Regions from separate parts of the Oryctolagus cuniculus genome. Here regions 1 and 3 are each linked to region 2. A link is a contact called in public Micro-C data. All regions are on one chromosome and are shown on one strand. Each heading gives the region's core, a stretch centred on a gene start, on an enhancer-like site or on the middle of the called end of the contact. The rest is flanking DNA. Distances are from core to core; before and after follow the strand shown. Region 1 overlaps CDK6 (cyclin dependent kinase 6). Region 2 holds the start of CDK6 (cyclin dependent kinase 6). Region 3 overlaps CDK6 (cyclin dependent kinase 6).

Region 1 (4,388 bases), core at 912-3,411, 140 kb after region 2:
AAGAAACAATGTCTTAAAAGCTTGGGCTAGGAGTGATGAGAATACAGATGCTTTAGCCCGGACATAAATTCTCTCCAACTGGTTTGTAAAACATGAGCATTTGAGATAGAGAGAAGCCCGTCTGCTATTTTTAGATTCCATTTAAAAGGTGAACATAATAAATGAGCCTAAATATTAGTCAGTTGATGGCACAAAGAAAGTATTACAGCTTCATGCCTTGCACTGGAAGTTGTTTGTTCCTGTTTTCGTTCAGTAATACAACGAAAAACCTCCAACTGAACATAGCTGCTTGAATAGAAGCTGGGTAATCCTTGGGAGTTCCTAGTAACAGTAGTATCCCAGTTGGGGAGAGCCGTGAGTGTTCTGAGCTGTGTGGCAGCCATGGGTGCTGTCTGTGTCCGTGGCCGCCACACTCAGTGGTTACATGTGCAGACTCAGGGGTTACACCTGGGTTTGAATTCCAGCTCCAGCAGTTCTGGGACTTTGCTGTAGTTGTTAACATGTTGTGAGCACTGGTTTGTTTCTTACCTAGAAAATGAGTTAAAAAGTGCGGAGCCCATCTCCCAAATTTTGACAGCTTTTAAATGGCGTGAAGTACGTCAAGACCTTAGGAAGGGCCAGGCCTACTGAAAACCCAGGCTAAAGCTCGCCTCTTAACTATTATTACGTCTTCTCTGTTGTCAGGCTCTGGGGCTTCTTTGAGCTTCTCAAAACATTCTTTCAAGTCAGTGTCTGCTTTAGAGTTGAATATATTTACTTAATCACCACTGACTTCCACTGTAGATAGCAAGGAACAGGTTGTTTGGTCTGTAATGAAAACCGGGGCGGTAGTTTGGATTGCCGCAAAGCATGCTCTGAGAAACTGCAATTTTAATAACTCTTTGCAGATGCACTTATTAAGATCCAATTATTAGTAGAGAAGCACTGGAAAAGGGTACTCAGATAGCATTGTTCTTCCTGAGATGGGCTTCCGACTACAGGATTCGCATACTTGATGACGTTATAGACGCTGCCTGGTAACACGGAGGCCAGAGCTTCATCTCCAGATGCGAAGAGAAAATCCCTCATTATTGTCTCCTGTTTGATTGAGTGATTTTCACAAGACTTCATTTTAATGACTTTTGTGCATTTTCTGATGTATGCTGTGTTTCACTTTTTTCTGCTAGGAATCTTAACCCTCTTGAAGGCAGGAACCATGTTAGGAGTTCACAGACTCTGAAATTAGAATTGCACGACTCATCGCCCCGCACTTCAATATGCTGTCCAGTCAGTGTTAATGATGATTGACATGTCCGTCCCAGACGTCTGTAAATCCATGAAACCGGTCCTAGACCAAAGCGCTTGCTTAAATAGACACGAGTCCCTGGCATCAGATCAATTTTTCTTAAAGTAAATCTGAGGTTCTGAAAACATTCGGAGGCCTTTAATAATATCACTGAATCATGTAGTAAGGACTTGATAAAGCATACATTTTTATGAGAAGTTCTCTGTGTTAGGGTTAAAAGATTATTAATCCCTCTCCCCAAAACAATAACAACAACAATAATCGGCCACATGTGGTTAGCTTTGACTGCAGAACTGGAAAACTAGGTTTTCATTTCTGCAACTGGCGTTTTTCTCCCCGGCTGCTTTTTAAGTTGGGCTGTTAGCAATTTAGCCTGTCTTTAATTTTAAGCACCATTCTTCTAGTCAGGAGATCCCAATAGGAAGCCCTGCTTCCCACAGCCCAGCCGCTCATTGGCTCGCTGGCAAAAGAGCATTTCTGCATACATTGGATGCTTCCTTCTCCCCTGGAGACCAAATATGCTCATGTTTCACAATCCCCTGGTTTGTGAGCTTGAGTCCATTGCCTGAAGCTGGAAACTTTCACTTGGGAGGACACAGCACACATCAGGATCCAGACCCAGTGCCCCCGACAGTGCCCGTGGGTCTGACAGCAGATTGAATGCATACTTTTCTCTTAATCCAGTGTTTCTGAGCTGCCCCAGCCGAAATCAGAAACCGATGTGCCTGAGAGAGGTGTCCTTCAAAGAAAGGTATTTCCTTTGTGCAGCTCTAGTGCACTCAGAATTCAAGGGGTTAACCTGAGAGCTGCTTTGAAAACAGAGGCGAAGGTCACTGGCGGCAACAGCAAAGACTTTTAAAGCTGCCGTCCTGAGCCTTTCAGCCTGCCTTCCCCACCCAGGGGATTGTAAACATTGGCTCCCGGCCACCCTGTCCCACAGCACAGAACTTCTCTGTGCTTCCAGCATATACGTTTATGCTTCTCGATGGAAGCTGGAGTCAGGCGTGTTCCTGCTCTGCGCCCAGAGAACACGTCTCTGTTCGGTGCGGGGGGGGGGGGGGGGCAGCCCGTCCTGCAGGAATGTGAAAGCAGCAGATACGCTTATTTAGCGGTGCTTCCCATGGAACTGAGCCGCTGCTCTGGTCTGTCTGGAGCAGAAAGAATGTGTAGAATGCTGTCACTTAATCAGCACCCAGAGGAGCTCTTTTATCTGCCATTTGTTAGTAACCAGCAGTATTGCCCTTATCTCTCTGTCCTTTCCCTGGATCCAGTGCCCTCAGATAGGAGAACTCCTAACATGAAAGCACTTATTACCTTGAGCATTGCTTCTTGTTTTTCTTTTTCAAAACTCCGAGTTCCTTAATCACCAGCAAAGCAGCTGTGGGACTTTTTTTTGGTGTTGTAATTTAAGTGAAGTTGCCATGGTTGTTTGGTAACGTTACAAGCCTGATGACTGACGCTATCATTCACACCTGATTTTTCAAACATCTGTACTGACACAGTCACAGGACCCTTTATCGATTGGGTTGCATGAGAGCAGAATGGAATTTCCAGAGATCTATTATATAGCTTATAGTTCTTCCTCCTGAACCTTTCACTCTTTTGAAAGGGGTTAATATTCTCTTGTCTATAAGTAATTTCATGTCATTTCCGTCATTTGAAGCGATATTTTTTCTGGAGATGAGAGCCGAACATTCATTTTGATCCACATATTACTATGGATAAGAGCAGAAAGAAATGTACCCTATCCCATTCCTTTTTGCTCTTTTGAAAGTGGCCATGTTTCAGGGGAAGCCATGTAAAATTATCGGCTGCTTACTATTGTACCCAGTGTTCAACTTCCCCTTTGTCGAGTTTCCATTTCTTCCATGTCATGTTCCCAGATGGTGTCACGGAGCATGTAGAATTTATTCATTCTTCATTAAAGAATTCCAGGGTTGGGAGGACTTCAGAAATAATCTAATGTGACTTCTTGATTATATAGTTGAGGAAACTGAGGCCTAACAATATAATACTACTTGTTCTTACAAGATAATAAATAAGTATACAGAATGTATCTGGCCTGAAAGCCCTGGTGTGCAGATCTCAAGTCCAGGTCACTTTCCCGTAATCCATCTATAGTCTTGTACTGTGTGACGTTAACAGATGACCAAACATGAGGTTAATAAACAAGTGACACTGACACATGTGAGTACCTCAGCAGGTAGAAGACAGCATAAGTCATGACTAGCAGCAGATGCATTGTACACCAAGCAGGAGGTCCGGTGAGGTCTTGGTTTTCACTTGTCCCCAAGGCACCTGGTAACTGATAACTTCTATCATTCAGCTTATTGACTTGCCACATATCAGTTTCACTATAAGTTTCTCACAATTCCTGTAGAATCCCCTTTTGCTCTTGCCTATTTAACACGTTAAGGATGACTTCACACTAATTACAACAGTGAGCTCTACATAGGACCAAAGCTATTCACAGAGGCTAATTCATAGCACTGCAAGCTTTTATGACTAGATGAGAAAGATTGAATACAAATATAAAAGTCTTCAGTCTAAGGAACATAAAAGGAATTCTTTCAACAAACTTCCATTGTATTTATTGTTTTTTAGAGACCAATGTGACATATATGCATGAAGAACAAGAACATTGTTAAACTACGTAATGATAAATTAATTAGAAAATAAATTGGGAGGCAGGAAAGGTTTAAAAATGAATGCATTAGAAAAGAGAATAATAGTAAACTGGAAAAATAAAGAAGCCAGAGAGTTGCTATATCATTACAACTGCAAACAGGCAATCCTCTGGCAGAGCTAATTGGAAAAAAGAGGGTCGTGGTAGAGAGCGCATCAGTCCACTGTGCTGCTGGGAACTTCTGCCTTTAACTTGGGGCAAGTGAGACAGGATTGTGTCTCAAGCCTGGGCACCCCTAGTTCTCCCTATGAGTGTCTCTTTCTGTTAGCCTAGGTAACAAAAACCAGTGTCTCATACTGTGTGTATATATGTTGCGGGTTTGGATGCAGGCAAAGAAGGAAAATATATCCTGCAGGAAGAGAGAGCTTGGGACTGGGCAAAACAGCCATGCCTGTCGTAATTTCCAACCTCATTCAA
Region 2 (4,500 bases), core at 1,806-4,305:
CCGGCTCAGGCCCCCAGCCCCGGCCGGAGCCCCGCGGCCCCCGTCCGCCCCCAGCGAGCGGCGCGGGCGGCGCCCGCCGCAGTCCCTCCGCCCTCCGCCGCTGTGCCCACCCCCTCGCAGCAGCCGGGCGCTGGTACCTCCTTCCCCAGAGTCCGGTTACCTGCTCCGCGCGGCCGCGGACACGTGCGGAGGTCGCGGGGACACCGCAGCCCCCTCAGGAGGCCCGGCGCGACCGGGCCCCTCAGGTGAGGAGCTGGGCGCTCGGGTGGGTGGGCTGCCGGGTGGGGGGTCCCGGGGGAGCGCTGCGGGCTCGCCGGGGTCCGAGGCCGGCGTGGAGGTGGGGGTGGGTGTAGGGTGGTGTGGGGGGTGCTGAGTGTCCTCGCGTCGTCTCAGTTAACCCCTTACGAACTGAGACGCGGTCGGTCACGGGGGCCAGTTCTGGGGAGGCAGCGGCGCCTTTCCCGGTCTGGCGAGGAGGCGAGACCGCCGCCGACGGGAGGTCGCGTGGCAGCGCCCACGCGTCCGTGCGCGCGGACACCCGCTCCTCCAAACGGAACTTGACCGCTCCTCGGACATCCGCGGAATCCGCACTTGGGGCTGAACGGGCAGCGCCTCAGGGGACTCCATGCTGGAGAAAGTGTTTCCGCGCACCGCCCCCCCACCCCACCCCCCAACCCAGAGCTGCGGCTGCAGCTCGCCGAGGTGCGGCCGTGGGCGTGGGCTCCAGCGTTGCCCACCGTGACACACACGTTCACGCAGGCTTCCTGCTGGCAGCCCCCGCGGGCGTGCGAGGCGCGGAGCCGTGCACGCCGGCGCCCCGGCTGGAAGCCCCGCGTGGACGCCTCGCTTTGCAGGTCTGCCCTCTCAGGAGCGCAGCCCTCGGCGTTCGAACGCGTGGCCCGCGGCGCGGCCGCCCGGGTGCACGTGGGCGCCTGTGCGTGTGCGCACACGCGGGAGTGGCGGTCGCCGCCGCCGCGGCCCCCCGGGCGCTGCGCCGGTGGCGACCCTTGCGGTGCTTGGCAGGCTTGGGGAGAGGCACATGAAGGATTTCATTGAGTGTGAAGACAGAGCAGAGACAGAAAGCAGAAGGAGGCGGCTGCAGCCTTTGTAGTCGCGGAGGAATGCGGAAATGTTGAAGCACTATGTCAAACTTTTTTGAAATGGGGTCAAGTCACATTCAGCCAGCGTGGGAAAGCAACAACAACAACAAAAAAAAGTGGAGGAGAGGGGGGGAAAAGGCACTGCTGCTCCCGTTTCTCTCGGCCGGAGCCGCCAGCCCGGGGGCCGGGGGGGAGAGGCGGGCGGTGCGGGGCCAGCGGGCGCAGTTCCCTGCGGGGGTGGGACGTCCCCGCCGCTTCCTTCGCCGCGGAGCCGGGGGCCGGACTCCGGCGGGAGGGGGAGGGGACGCGGGAGGGGCGGGTCCGGCGGCCGCCGGCGGCTCCCCCGCTACCTGTGTGGCCCTCGACCTGGCTCAGACCCCTGGGCGGGCTCTGGGGGCGCTTTCCTCGGCTCGCGGGGAGCGTTGTGAAAGGAGTGCGTGTGGGAGGCTCCGCTCTCGCTGCGGTCCGCTCCGCCCGCACGCCGGGCCGGGAGGTCGCGCCGCTTTGCCGCTGCCGCTGCTCCTTTAATCCCGGCCGGAGGCGAGCGGGCCCGCGGTTGCGGGGCAGGTAATGCCGAGGTGTCCCGGGAAGTGCGGACACGCGGCCGGCGCGGCGAAGGTCCGGCCGAGGCCGCGGCGGCCGCGGGGGAGGGAGGCTCCTTCGGCGGCGGAGGGCGGCTGAGAGGAGACGGGAAAGTGAGGGCACCCCCTCCGGGGCTTTGTTGTGCGGAGGGCTCCGGCCCCCGGCTGCACGCGGGACCCGGGCTCCCGGGAGCCGGGGGGCCACGGCGCCGCGGACGGCCTCGCGGGTTGGGGAAAGGGTGGCGAGGGCAGGCTCCGGGGGGCGCAGCCCCTTCCCCCTCGGCCCGGGAGGCGCAGCGTCGACGCCCCCCGCCCCCACCACCCTCTGGGGAGGTAGCGTTCGGCTCAGGTTGACCTGGGCTGGAAACTTCGGGGCGAGTCGGCGGTCCTGGTGTCTTCCTCCCCGCGCTGAGTCCCGGAGGCGGACGCCCCTCGCCCCCACCCTCGGCATCCCACGTGGGGCTGCCCCTTCCAGGGCCTCCGGCTCGCCCACCCCGGCGCAGCCCAGCCCGCCCCGACCAGATGGCTGATTCTCCCGGGGTTTCCACCAGGGAGGTCCCTCGGAGTCGGAGGCAGGATTGCGTTCCCGGCCGAGGCGCCTCGGCCCCCGGCGAGACCACGTACGTGTGCGCCGCGTCTTTAAAGGTCTCCCCCTTAGAAAAACTGAAAGTAGAAAAAGAAAGGAAGCAATTTCCGAGCAGATGCGTGACGACCCCTTCTCGCACCCTGCCCGGCCGCGGGCTCCGGGGTCCCGGGAGCCCCCACCCGCGTCCAGGCCCCCGGGCGGCGCGGCGCGCGAGGGATCCGCGCGGAGCCGTGACATTGACGCGCCCGGCGCCTCCCCTCCCCCGCGCTCCCGGCACACTCCGGGCCGCTCGGCACGCCCCCTCCCGTTGCCCTGCGTCCCGCGCGGCGCGCTCATCCCCGAGGGGCCCCTGCAGCCTCGCCGCGCGCAGACGGCTGCAGCCCTGCGGGGAGAGAAAGTGACCTCGCTTTGCTCGGGAGGAGCCAGGCAGGCTTGGGCGGCGCGGGAGAGGGCCGGGCGCGCGTGGGGGCGCCGTGGAGGAGGGGAGGCTGCAGGAACCCCGAGGAAGGCTCCCGGGCGGTCTGACTTGTCGTCCTCTCTCCTGTCCCCCGTTTCAGTCGCAAAGACCCCGGACCGAGACGCGCTCGGGTGGAGACTATGTGATCGCCTCGGTGTCGGTGCGGAGGACTTCGCTTCGGGGAGGGAAGAGGAGGGCTCGGCTCGCTCCCCGGCGGCTCGGCAGGCGGAGTTTCGCCGCGGCGGCACCAGGGTTGCGCCAGCCCGCGCCGGAGCCGGCGGGGCCGAGGAGAGCGGGACCGAGCTCCGGGGAGCCGCGGCGTGCAGGCGGCATGGAGAAGGACGGCCTGAGCCGCGCCGACCAGCAGTACGAGTGCGTGGCGGAGATCGGGGAGGGCGCCTACGGGAAGGTGTTCAAGGCCCGCGACCTCAAGAACGGAGGCCGGTTCGTAGCGCTGAAGCGCGTGCGGGTGCAGACGGGCGAGGAAGGCATGCCGCTCTCCACCATCCGCGAGGTGGCGGTGCTGAGGCACCTGGAGACCTTCGAGCACCCCAACGTGGTCAGGTGAGCCCTGGGGTCCGCGCCGTCGGGGGCCCGGGGAGGTGCGGGCTTCGCCGGCGCCGTGCCGCCGGTGTTTTCTCCCCGACCGCCCCGAGGGCCTTGCGGGGGAGGCCTTGGGGGCAGAACCAACAGACCTGAGACCACTGCTGCTTGCGTTTCCCGGCTTCGGGGGATCTTTCTTTCTTTCTTTCTTTCTTTCTTTCTTTCTTTCTTTCTTTCTTTCTTTCTTTCTTTCTTTCTCTTTCTCTCTCTCTCTCTCTCTCTCTCTCTCTCTCTCTCTTTCTTTCTTGCGACTGCAAAGGAGAGGGAGCAGGTTGTCCGTGTGATAAGCGAGGAGAAAACTTCTAGGGTGGAGCCTTGCACAAATGAGGTCTTTAAAAATGCAGAAACGGATAAGAATATGTTTGCTAATCACACCCAGTTTCTCTGTATTAAAGTTGCACAATGAGAATGGCTTACTGATGATCCGGGGAGTCGCCCAGTGGCAGACAGCATCGTCCCAGAGCTGTCATCCTTCTTGTCCGTGCCACTTCTCTCTGGGCTGGCATAGCCCCTGGACCACCGCTGCCAAGGGATGGGTGTCCAAGGTGTGGTGGCTTTAGATTCTCAGTGCTCTTTGTCCTTGCTTTTCCTGGGTGACTGGCAGGAGTGGGGTACGCAGTCAGTCCCTGAAGTCTCTGCTGTGCTGTGACCGGTATTAAAGATATTAAATGAAACTGTGTGTGTGTGTGTGAGTGAGACTTAGGGGAATGGTGGGTTCTTGGTGATCCTGGAATCGCCCCTTTGCGCAGTTGACTGTGTGTGCGTTTGTGTCATCTTGTTTTTAAACAGAGGAGCTGCATGGCTTCAGGTCACAAAGGCATGCACGGAGGCAGAGCGGGTTGTGGACTCCTCACGCGTTGGGAGAAGGAGGTCCCAGACCCTCCTTCCGCGAGGCATTGTGCTCAACACTTACGTGCCTGCTGCGTGCGCTGCGGATGAAGTGATGTAAATAAGCATGGCTAAATATTTTTGTGAAAAGTCAAACAGTTTAACATTACTCATCAAAACGGAGCGACCCGAGAATGACCTGAAATACCAAACCCTGGACAGGCTCAGGGAGACCGGGTGCCTGCAGTCTCCGTGGGAGGTTCTGACCTGCCTCTTCTTACCCTAGGCTGGGTGATTGGTGTAGTGTTTTGTTCCCAAGACAGTGAAGACTCAGGCTGGAAGGCA
Region 3 (4,448 bases), core at 1,289-3,788, 200 kb after region 2:
TGTGAAGAAATGAATGAATAACAACCGAACAAAATAGCAAACTCAAGCAAGTCCTGCAGTCTCTCAGGAGCTCTGTCTCTGCGTCAGTATAAGGAAAGCCCATGTGCAAGAGCAGCTAGAGGGGAGGGGAGAGTGCTGTGGCTAATGCGCTTTCCCGCTGGGCGCTCAAAAGAAACATGGTTCCCCCTGTATTCATCATTCTCCTGACTCTCACCTTGAAAGTTTTCTGAGTGATCTGTGTGAATAGCCCAACAGAGTGCCCCAGGTAAATTAAATGCAGACAGTTGGTCCTGAGATAGAACCAAAGCAAGAGCAACATTGAGTTTTCCTTGCATACTGAGTCATAATGAAACAAGGAAAGGGAACCGCGGGGTGGGCGGTGAGGGGTGATACGGTCTTAAACAGAAACGCGTAACTTGAGAATGCATGATTTTGTTGGTGTGCCACCTGCGTGGTAGCCTTACCTTGACTGCAGGCTAATTTTGCTCCTTAGCAGTTGTAACTGCTGCATTGCCACAATTTTTATTTTTGCATTATTTTTGTCTGAGACGCAGAGTGAGGCAGAAGCCATGATACCTGGTTTTGAACAGATGCCTGCACTAGTGACTTGCTAATCAGTTACAGAGCCGGTGTTGAGAGCTGGGTCTTCTGCCTGGTTTATCCACCTTTCCACTACACATGGCTAACTGCCTCTGTCCAGTTCTAAAGAAGTCTCTACAGGGGACACAGCCCTCCCCTGTTCTAGAAATAACACTTCTACCTGAAGGGCTAGTGAGCTTGGATGGCCACGTTCATGGCCATGTTGATGTGTTCTAGGGAGCCAGGATTAATCATTTTGCCCCCATGAGGAAGTAGCAATAAATCATGCACCGAAAATAACGCCTTGGCTGCTAAATTCTGCTTAGTAGGTGGTTTCCCAAGGATGATCCAATGCAATGAGTCATCGCCCTGAGCACTTATCCGTCCATTATTTCTCTTTCTGAGTAACCCTCCGTGCTTTCAGTTGCATGTTGTTTAACCTCTAGAGCCTCCTGGGAGGGCCAGAGTCTCATCCCTGTGAACCGAAACAGATGCCACTCCATCCCCCAGGTGCCCCTCTTTTCCTTCTGCTTCTACTTTTCAGAGCAAAATACTGTGCTTCAGGAGAACAGGCGGGAGGACAACCTCAGACGCACACTGACAGCTTCCCCCAAGGTGGTAGCAGCTCCAGGATGAAAATTTAAAATTTAAAATTCCACTTCCTCAGTGAGGCATGTGAATACTGGAAGGATATAAAATCTTTTCCAGATTAATTCCATGGGTTTAGGCAACTCCTACCCAGAAACCCATTGGGATTTTCTAAAATGAATTAATGGGTTGTGGTAAGAGTTAAAATGATGAAAATAACCAAGAATTTTTTTATGTTTAAAAAAAAGAGAGCTGAGAAGGGAAACTTCTACCAAGCACAGAAATGTAGTCTGTAACTTTAGTCATGCAAACTAACGTGGTGCCAAGCAGAAGTGACAGACATTAATGGAGCAGAATGGAGAACCAGAAGAGAGACCTGGATTTGGGAAGTGATGTAATGTACCATAAATCACAAAACTGGGTAGATAGAAGGACTTGTTCAACAAATGAGGTAGGGTAACGGGTCACCTTGATGGGCAGAATGGTAATCTGATTTTTTTTTTTATTTTTTTTTGGACAGGCAGAGTTAGACAGAGAGAGAGAGAGAAAGGTCTTCCTTTTTCCTTTGGTTCACCCCCCAAGTGGCTGCTACGGCTGGCACGCTGCACCGATCCGAAGCCAGGAGCTAGGTGCATCCTGCTGGTCTCCCATGTGGGTGCAGGGCCCAAGGACCTGGGCCATCCTCCACTGCCTTCCCGGGCCACAGCAGAGAGCTGGACTGGAGGAGGAGCAACTGGGACAGAATCCAGCACCCCAACCAGGACCAGAACCCAGGGTGCCAGAGCTGCAGGTGGAGGATTAGCCAAGTGAGCTGTGGTGCCGGCCAGTAATCTGATTATTATTATTATTATTATTATTATTATTATTATTCCTTACTATAAAATACATGACAGATGGCTTAGAAAGTTAAATAGGTAAAATTAAACCATAAAAGAATAAAGAAGCTATAGGATATATTTGCAACCCAAATGGAGATAAATATTCAAGCCATTGCAAAGTCACTGGATGGGCATTTGGTCTGGGTCCCATATTGGAGTACCTGGGTTCGATGCCCAGCTCCAACTCCTGACCCCCATCTTCCTGCTAAAGCATACCCTGGGAGGCAGTGGTGATGGCTGAAGTGACTGGGTTTCCACCACACACAGGAGCGTCCTGAATTGAGTTCTCAGCTCCTGGTCTCAGGCCAGTCACAGCCATTGTGGGCCTTTGCTCATCAGAAAATAAAAACACTACAAAATTAAAACATGGTAGTCTTGGAATATCCTTAATGAGTCAAAGAGCTCTTAAAAGTAGTTGGCAGTCAGTGCCATGGCTCAAAAGGCTAATCCTCCGCCTGCGGCACCGGCACCCCAGGTTCTAGTCCCCGTCGGGACACCAGATTCTGTCCCGGTCGCTCCTCCTGCAGTCCAGCTCTCTGCTGTGGCCTGAGAGTGCAGTGGAGGATGGCCCAAGTGCTTGGGCCCTGCTCCCGCATGGGAGACCAGGAGAAGCACCTGGCTCCTAGTTTCGGATCAGCGCGGTGCGCCGGCCGCAGCAGCCATTTGGGGGTGAACCAACGGAAAAGGAAGGCCTTTCTCTCTGTCTCTCTCTCACTGTCCACTCTGCTTGTCAAAAAAAAATTATAAAATAAATAAATAAAAAGTAGTTGGCAAACCATTAACATACTCCAGTGTAACAACACTACTTCGGTAGCTGCTTATAAATGTGTTCAAGTGCTGAATGAGGTTTGTAAACAGAACACAGTTCGGATGACACAGGAGAATGAAGGAAACTCGATCTTATTTTCCACTCACATATTCTTTGTTGAGAGGCAGTTAAAGGAAACTGCATGTTATGCTATAAATACTGAGGACAGTTTGTCCACACTGACACTTCCATTTCCTAAAATGAAACCTCACCGACCCGCAGGGAGAAAAAAGGCTGGCTTTGTGAGGCAGCTCAATGCCAGAAAGCACATCCCCATGGGCAGAGCTTCCTCTGATGAGTCATCCACAGTTGTCAAACACCAACTTTCCTTTGTTTGCAGAAATAAGGTCCGTGGAAGCACAATCGTCTGTATCATTTAATTGTGTTGTGTTCATATCTGAATTCCCATCTGTCACAAACCTCGTGTGCCCACCATGAAAAATCGCATTCCTCAAATTTTACTGAAAAAAAAAAAAAGCCCATTCCACTGGGTCTGTTCTATCTAGATAGTCTGTGAAATTTCTGAGGAATGCTGTGGGCTTTGTTTCCTGTACTAAATTGTTGAATTATCACACTTTATTGGATCCTGCCCAAAATGTGCTGGATAGAAACAGCACATTCATGCAGGAGACCAGTTGTCTTTACCATTCATAAAGGAACAAGGAAAAGGCTACTACAGCTCCCCGTCCGGAGATGAGGCTCTCCGAGGGCAGGTGAAAATGTGTGTGCAGATCATTTTTTTTTTAGTTACGTCCTTGATTCTTTTCTTAAAAGGCTTGAGTGGACTTCAGCCATAGCTTTGTTATGACTGCCACCCACTTTCTTGTCTCTTTGTACTTGCTCAGGTGGGGGATGGGGGGCTCCAGGGCCAGCACTCAGATCCTGCTCTGGGGCATGGTGCCTTCTTAGCTCGTTCAGAAAGAAAAGATCTGTAGAGGTGCAGTCTTACCATTTGTAAAAGAAAAAGAAAAGCCGGGAGGCAATGCCATGGGATTTCTTTTTTTCTGTTTATTACTCCCCAGACTTTCTTCAATGCATATGCATTTTACAACCCGCAAAACAGTTTTGTTATTTTTTTTTAAAGTACCCACCCATGGGAGCCAGCATTGTAGCACATTGAGTTAAGGTACCACCTGCAATGCCAGCATCCCATACGGAGTCCCAGGCTGCTCCACTTCCCATCCAGCTCCCCACTGATGTGCCTAGGAAGGCTAACAGAAGATGGCCCAGATGCTTGGGCCTCTGCTACCCTCATGGGAGCCCCAGATGAGGTTCCAGGCTCCTGGCTTCAGCCTGGCCCAGCCCTGACCATTGCAGCCACTTGGGGAGAAAATAGATGGAAGATCACTCTGTGTCTCTGCCCACCCCCATCTATGTAACTCCTTAAAAACTTTTAAAATTCAATAAATCTTAAAAAAAAAAATACTACCCTACCCATCATTAAAAGTACAAATTCAGTGGTGGGCATTTAGGCTAGCAGTTAAGATCCTGGTTGGTTGGTGTGCCTGTATCCCACTACCAAGTTCCTAGGTTTGATTCTCAACTCCAGCTGCCTGCTAATGCAAACCCTGGGGGCAGCAGGGAGAGCTCAAGTC

What was found. Hi-C and Micro-C count contacts between places; a contact is called where the count stands out from the background.
Region 1: a Micro-C map of ear pinna shows a contact between it and region 2, with 5 times the contacts expected there. The contact joins the enhancer-like site here to the promoter of CDK6 in region 2. A contact is called at or near these places in 2 of 6 Hi-C or Micro-C datasets (ear pinna and psoas muscle).
Region 3: a contact with region 2 is called in a Micro-C map of ear pinna, with 2.8 times the contacts expected there. The contact joins the enhancer-like site here to the promoter of CDK6 in region 2. A contact is called at or near these places in 3 of 6 Hi-C or Micro-C datasets (ear pinna, psoas muscle and an unstated tissue).

The regions. Positions count from the first base shown.
Region 1 is chr16:43,088,065-43,092,452 of mOryCun1.1, forward strand. All of the region lies in intron 3 of CDK6 (cyclin dependent kinase 6), which reads left to right. Among named protein-coding and RNA genes, the nearest start is that of FAM133B, 100 kb to the right of the region's middle. Within about 2 kb of position 2,162, at least 4 of the 8 cell types and tissues checked have an H3K27ac peak or open chromatin away from gene starts, as enhancers often do. A contact at or near this core is called in ear pinna, where this site is marked.
Region 2 is chr16:42,946,225-42,950,724 of mOryCun1.1, forward strand. It overlaps CDK6 (cyclin dependent kinase 6), which reads left to right and starts at 3,056. Exons shown (of 8, transcript XM_051853341.2): 1 at 3,056-3,288. The coding sequence starts at 3,056. LOC103349473 (translation initiation factor IF-2) reads right to left here and starts at 2,603. Exons shown (of 3, transcript XR_011383218.1): 1 at 161-2,603.
Region 3 is chr16:43,145,268-43,149,715 of mOryCun1.1, forward strand. All of the region lies in intron 4 of CDK6 (cyclin dependent kinase 6), which reads left to right. Among named protein-coding and RNA genes, the nearest start is that of FAM133B, 44 kb to the right of the region's middle. Within about 2 kb of position 2,539, at least 2 of the 8 cell types and tissues checked have an H3K27ac peak or open chromatin away from gene starts, as enhancers often do. A contact at or near this core is called in ear pinna, where this site is marked.